Regions from separate parts of the Mus musculus genome. Here region 2 is linked to region 1. A link is a contact called in public HiChIP or PLAC-seq data. All regions are on one chromosome and are shown on one strand. The core of a region is the stretch at or near the end of the contact, and the rest is flanking DNA. Distances in the headings are between cores, read along the strand shown.

Evidence for each region. HiChIP or PLAC-seq counts read pairs in DNA pulled down with a chosen protein or histone mark.
Region 2: an H3K27ac HiChIP or PLAC-seq map of embryonic stem cells shows a contact between it and region 1, with 13 times the contacts expected there. The contact joins the promoter of Isx here to the enhancer-like site in region 1. A contact is called at or near these places in 6 of 39 promoter capture datasets (the C10 cell line, embryonic stem cells, hippocampal neurons and 2 more) and 2 of 115 datasets of contacts at active chromatin or transcription factors (embryonic stem cells and epiblast stem cells).

What each region holds. Positions count from the first base shown.
Region 1 is chr8:72,675,665-72,678,925 of GRCm38.p6, reverse strand. The region is part of intron 9 of Nwd1 (NACHT and WD repeat domain containing 1); the gene reads right to left. Among named protein-coding and RNA genes, the nearest start is that of Nwd1, 31 kb to the right of the region's middle. Within about 2 kb of position 1,440, at least 19 of the 459 cell types and tissues checked have an H3K27ac peak or open chromatin away from gene starts, as enhancers often do. A contact at or near this core is called in embryonic stem cells and stem cell-derived epiblast-like cells, where this site is marked.
Region 2 is chr8:74,871,590-74,874,850 of GRCm38.p6, reverse strand. Isx (intestine specific homeobox) reads right to left here and starts at 1,677. Exons shown (of 4, transcript NM_027837.3): 1 at 994-1,677. The coding sequence starts at 1,210.

The sequences.
Region 1 (3,261 bases), core at 191-2,690:
CCCTTTATTCCCCCATGACCGCTGCGCTGCAAGACCACACACACACCCATCAAACACACACACCAGGCATACACATCAAACACATCACACACATACACCAGACACACCCATCATATAACATACACTAAACATATCACACACACATAGACAAACACATATCAGATATATACAAACACATACACAAGACATACCCATCAGACACACATACCATACACACACCATATACATACCAGGCACACACTACACACATACACTACACACAAACAATACATACACCAGACACACTACATACATACATACATACATACATACATACACACACATGCATATATACACACCACACACACATACACACACATCAGACAAATATGGGGGACAAAGATATCCACAGGACACACCTAGCTGACATACTGACACCTATTTGAAATACACATAGAACACACCCAGAGGTTTACCAAACTCTAAGATTACCAATTTATCTTTGAATTGTTTGACAGTTTAATTCTTTACATTACATTTTGTTTTTGTTTTTGTTCTTAGTTTGTGTGCCTGTGTGGCAGTCAATGGAGGACCTGTGGGAATCACTTCTCTATTCCCAGCACTTAGGTCCCAGGACTGAACTCAGGTCCTCAGGCTTGCCACAAGAACCTTTATGTAATGAGCCATGTACTTTTTGAGATCAAGCCTCTCGTTGAGCCTGTCTCACATATTCAGCTAGACTGGGATCTGCCTGACTGTACCCCTGGGTTTGCAGGTGCATGCTGGTGAACTGAGCTCTTAAGTGGGGCTAGGGATTTGAACTCAGGTCCTCATGCTTGTACAAAGAACACTTTTATTAACTGAGCCATGGCACAGGACCTACCTTTTCCCCATTCGTTTAATTTTCCTTTTCCTCCCTCCCTCCCTCCACCCCTCCATCCCTCTCTCCTTACTTTCTCTTTTGTCAGTGTGTCTTATGTATCTGAGGCAGACCTTGAACACCTGATCTTCCTCCATGCATCTTGTCACCTGTTGAGTCAGGTGAGAGGCTAGGATGTCTCTGGGAACTGCCAATGTTGGGGTTCTAGCCTGGGACTCCAGCACCAATCTCCACTCCCCACTCCAAATTTACTTTTAAATAAAATCTTGGGGCAGACAAAATGGCTTCACAGACAAAGGTGATTGCCATTCACCAGGGCCACAAGATAAGAGAGAAATGAAACCTCTGATCTCCACATGTGTACTGGGGTACACACATACTCCCACAGAATAAAAAATAAATGCACTTAAGTAGATAAGAAATAGCACATGAAACAAGATACCATCCGGAACACGAACTGACAAACAGGAGAGCTCCTCAAGCCCAGAAGGGGTAGTTGTCATAAAGCTGCACATGATGGCTCACACCTGTGCTTCGACCACTCCAGTGCACTCTGCTTTACCTACCGGCCTAAAGCCTGAAAGCAGTCCTGAGGCAAAGAATTTCACAGAAACAGCCTCCTGGAACCTTGGCATTCCCATAGCCTGTTTATTCAAAGCCTGTCCCCACGTTAGTCTGGTGTTTGGATCCATGTGCTCTCTTTCAGAATTGTTTTCTTATAAGTGCCTTTAAGGTTTGATTTTGACATAGCTAAGCCTCCACCAGTGTTCCAATGGTTCCTAGAAAATCCTTGAAGCCGACCCTGAGCTTGGAATTCACTAAGAATGTTACCTATTCAGTAACACTTAAATTCACTTCTAGTAGAGACTGTGATACTAATTAGGCATTACAAAGTACAGAACTAGGAAAGCTCAGGGCTAGTCTGCATAGTAATTACTTAGGACAATAGCTGAGTCACACCCAAACACAGGAATACACAATGGCCTAGCAAATAGGTGGATTGTCACATGAAAGAGTTAGTGGAAGGGAATTCCCCTGGTACAGGTTTCTTCACTAGGTCCAGAGGAATAGCGTAATCAGGTATTTACTAAAGAACCCCTGGTGGTGAGTTTAACAATAGACTAGCATTGCATCAGAGCATTCACCTGGCTCCATTTTAAGTGGTAAATGTGGCCTGGTCCCCGCCAACTTTTTATGTATGCATTCTTATTTGTTTTGTGTCAATGTAACTTGGTGGATGTGTTCACCTGGCTTTTTTTGTTTTTCTTCTGTATAAAAAAGTCTGGTGTTCGTTTGGACAATGCATTCAGATTCAACACACTCCCTTGTGTCGTGTCTGTTTGTCACCCCATTCTCACCAACTCCTTGCCCACCTGCAACCAGAAATTCGTTCCCCACAGATAGGAGACCCAATAGAGGTTAGACTGCGGCACACCTGTTACCACAAGACTGAGGCAGGAGTATTGTGGCTTTGAGGCCAGTTTGAGTTACACACTGAGACTCTGTCTTGAAGGAAGGAAGGAGAATCTTCATAGAACATTTGCCTTTCTCCTTTGTGTGTACACATGTGTGTGCATATGTGTGTGGTTTGTTCAAGTAGGGTCTCACACCATAGCTCAGGCTATGTAATCCAGGCTAGCATTGAACTTGCAGTAGTTTTCCAGCCTCAGATTCCTGAGTTCTGGAAAAGCAGGTGCATCACCCCATCTACCTACAGTAATTATTCTGTATGTGTTGTATTCATATGTGCACTCTCATATGCATGCTCCATGTATGCATGTATGCATGTTTGTGTGTGTGCATGCTTGTATGTGCCTTGTGTGTGTGCATGTTCAAGTGTGCATTCACATGCCTGTATGTGTACATCCTCATGTGTTCATATTCATATACTCATGTATGTGCATGCTCACATGTATGTGCTGTCAGTGGTCACCATAAGGTATTTTTTTTTCATCCACTCTCCACTTTGGTAAGAGGGCCTCACTGACCTTGGATCTCACAAGTTCAGCTGTACTAACTGGCCAGCAGATCCTCTGATCCTCCTGCCTCTACCCCACACAGAGCATGGGAGACGTACAGCACCACAATGGCTTCTTACATGCACACTGGGGATCTAAGGGCAAGTCAGCCCACTTTCATAGCAAGCACATTGTTAACTGAGTCATCTTCCTGCAATTCTCCTTCTTTTCTGGATTTCATCCATTAAAAATCCTTTGGGAGGTAGGCAGGTGGATATTTGTGAGTTCAAGGCCAACCTGGCATACACAGTGAGTTCCAGGACAAACAGAGCTCCACAGGAAAACCCTGTCTTGAAAAACAAACAACAAAAACAAAATCCAAGTGACTTATTTTGTCTCCTGTTATTAAGTCTGAACACAATTCCCTTCATTCCCCTGAACTAC
Region 2 (3,261 bases), core at 428-2,927, 2.2 Mb before region 1:
AGAGAAGCAGCCAGCTCCCCTGCTGCTTAGGCTAATGCCACTTCTGGATCTTCTCTTTGCCTGGAGCTGAGCACAGCCCCTGTAAGGAACCTCTGTGGGAGGCTAGCTTGCAGAAAGGCTCTGTGTGGGAAGGAAACGCTGTCAAGGACTCCCCTGAGCTATCTGCCCAGCATTTTCTTAGATGAAAGTGTGGAAAGGGGTAAGAGCTGGGTCTGATGTGAGACACTCCTGGCCTACAGACTCCTGACCAAATGGTCTTTGAAATTTCATAAGCACCAACATCACTCCCCACCCCACCCCACATTTATCGAACTGTTTCACAGAGTAAAGCTGAGATCAGAGAGGACAGGAACTCATCTAGAGTCACACAGCTCCCTAGCTCTTACACCTAGGGTATCCACCACCCTGAGTGGATGCTGGCTTGAATGAGAGCCTGACAACTATCTGCTTACTTATTTAGGTGCATTCCCTCTGGTGAATACAGACTTGGGTTTGGGGACTCTGTGAGGACAGACCCCGACAAAGTTTCAGCTACTAGAAGCCATGCAGGCTGAGCTCAGCTCATGGGGAGAATGTGCTAGAAGTAAGGCTTTGGGGTTCCAGGCCCTGAGTTCAGATTGTGACTTCCAGCTTTATAACTTGGTAACATTATCCATCTCTTTTCTTATTAGTCCAGTTATCACAATCTCTGTCCAAATGGAAGGAAAGTGCCCACCACCTCATCAGTGCAGAATGAATGTGACTGATAATTCCCAGCCATGGCCTGGTCACAAGGATAAGCTCTGGGCCCCTGCACATCACAATGACCTGAGCCTATGTGTTTATGCACTCTGAATACCACAGTTGTATATTAGACTGAAAGGCTTAAAAAGCAACTTGTTTAAGACCTACTATCCCTTTGGATGTCACAGCCCCCCTATTTTATTGACAGAGATCATTTGAGTCTCCCACCCCTTCCCCAAGAACAAAAGAAAATGACCAGAAATCACTTACCTTGGGGCTGATCCTGTGGGGGCCTCTCCAGCTTGGAACCTGGGATAGTTGTCTGCCTGGAGTCCTCTTTACAAATGCTTTGTGGTCTGGGCAAACTTCTTCTTTCTGTGGGTTTCTTCAGGATTGCCTCAATGGAGAAGGACAAGCCCAGATTCTCTGGGGCTTCACAGTATCCTGAACTCTTCTCCATGTCCCTGTGGATCGTAGGGCCTGCCATGGCCTAGCCCTGCTGCTAGGAGGAACACTCTGTGTGTGCCCAGGGAGATGCCAGCAGAGGGTGGTATATTTTCTTCCCGGAGCTTCTGGGGACACAGAGGTGGTGATTGGGAATCCTGATGCTGGGTAATTCAGCCACAATTCCTTGGACACAGGGACTTCCATGGACCTTGAACACCTTTAAGACTAGGAGGTGGCTTCCAGCAGAAGAGCTGGTAGGCACTTGTCCTCTATCCACAGGTCTATAGTTGTCACCAAATAGAGGTTCAATTTTCCAGAGAGGATCTTCTTGGTGGTGGAGGCTTTCACAGTTACCAGCCTAGGCAAGGATCCTGGAGCGAACTGAGTAATGGTACCAGAAAACAAAGAGAAAACAGGCAGGGTTGGTGGGATGAGGTTTGGAGCCAGCATCCACCTTTGTCCTCTCTCTGACTTGTGTCCCCTTCCTGCTGGCTTCAGGCAGTCCCTGGGAGGCTAGGCTGCCACCTATGGGCCCTAGATGGCCAAGTGAACCCTGAGCCTCTTTGTGGCTGAAAGGTCTTCTCAGAGGCCCTTCTGGACTTCCTCAACCCAGCTTCCAGTCTCAGGAATGAGACTTCCAGGGCTCCTGTGCCTCTGCAGATCTTCAGGTAGAGGCTAAGGTCGATGCTGGCTCCCTGCGGGGGTCTGTGCTCACTTTTACCTCAGGCCTGTGGTCTGAGGCCAGTGCTCTCTGGGCTGGTGTTGGCTTTATTCTGTTCTCTTCTCCCTGACTTCCAGTCACATAGTAAATTCTTTAGCCACTCGTTTCTCCTTCTTTTGGGGTTTCCTTATTAATTTTTCCTGCTTGATCACCCTTTACTGTCTTCAAGACAGCCACAAAGATTCCCAGTCCAGTAAACTCTGGGCTTGGAGCTGACAGTCACTGCTCTATCTTGCCAGGAATTCTGCTCAGAGAAATGTGTAACCAAGGAGGAGGGTGGGCTGATAAGGGAAACAAGTCCCCACCCTAGGAGATGGGATGGGATGCAGGTGTTGGGTGGAGAGCTGAGGGAAACAGCCAGGATTGGAGGATAGACACAGGATGCCTTGCAGAGGCGTGGTGCTGAAGAAATGGCCAGGTGGAACAGAAGAGCAGAAGGTGGGGGAGGAACGGCCAAGGCGCAGCGAAATGTGTTAAAACACTTAGGAGAATTTGTGGGATTTGCAGAGGTTTATAGGGTGAACCTGGGTGTGATGGGTGAGGCTCAGCCAGGGGTAGTCCCTCACAGATGTGTTTCTTGGCTTACCAGTGCTAGAGCAGGGAAGGCATTCTAAAGCGTGTGTAGGGCATATGGAGAAACCGAGGCTCAGAACAAAGGGGTACAGGGGATGGAGTGACAGGAGGAATTTAAGGACTGTCCTGCGAAGCCTCAGAGTGTTACAACACAGAATGACCAATGCCCTAACCAACTGTGAATGTGAACCTCATGTTAGAATGCAGACCTCTCTACAGGGGGATGTGGGGTAGGCACAGTTGTTCCCCTTTCTTTGAGTTGGAGGGGGAGGAGTTAGAAGACGGAGGACTTCCCTGAGATGGGGAAACAGACGAAGAGGTCCTGTTCAGGAGCAGATCTTCTGGAAGTGCCAGAATCTCTGATTTAGTGGGGAGAGATTAGGTTCTGCAGTGATCTACAGAGGCTCATGCCAGCTGGAAGAAGCAGGGATTTTCCAACAGTGAAGCCGCCATCTTCTGATTGATTGATTGCAGGCTCCAAGGGAGGGGCGAGAGCAAAGTGGAGAGTGTTAGTGAGTCAGAAGCCTTAAGTGGTTTATGGGATGTCTACTCCTGCTCTGCAGGCAGCCGAGTCACATGATTGGCTCTCTGAATAGATCCTGGTGCTTTCCTCAAAGCCTGAAACAAATTCATGAAGACAGCAACCAGTCTGGTGTTCTTATATATATTTACTTTCTGAGTTTGAAATTAATTGGCATTTCATTTCTGTCTCCTCATCTTGGTTTTAGGTTAATGTTTCACTTGGGTCAAGTAAAGAAATCTAGGAGAGGTGTGTTAACAAACAGCAAGTTGGACAA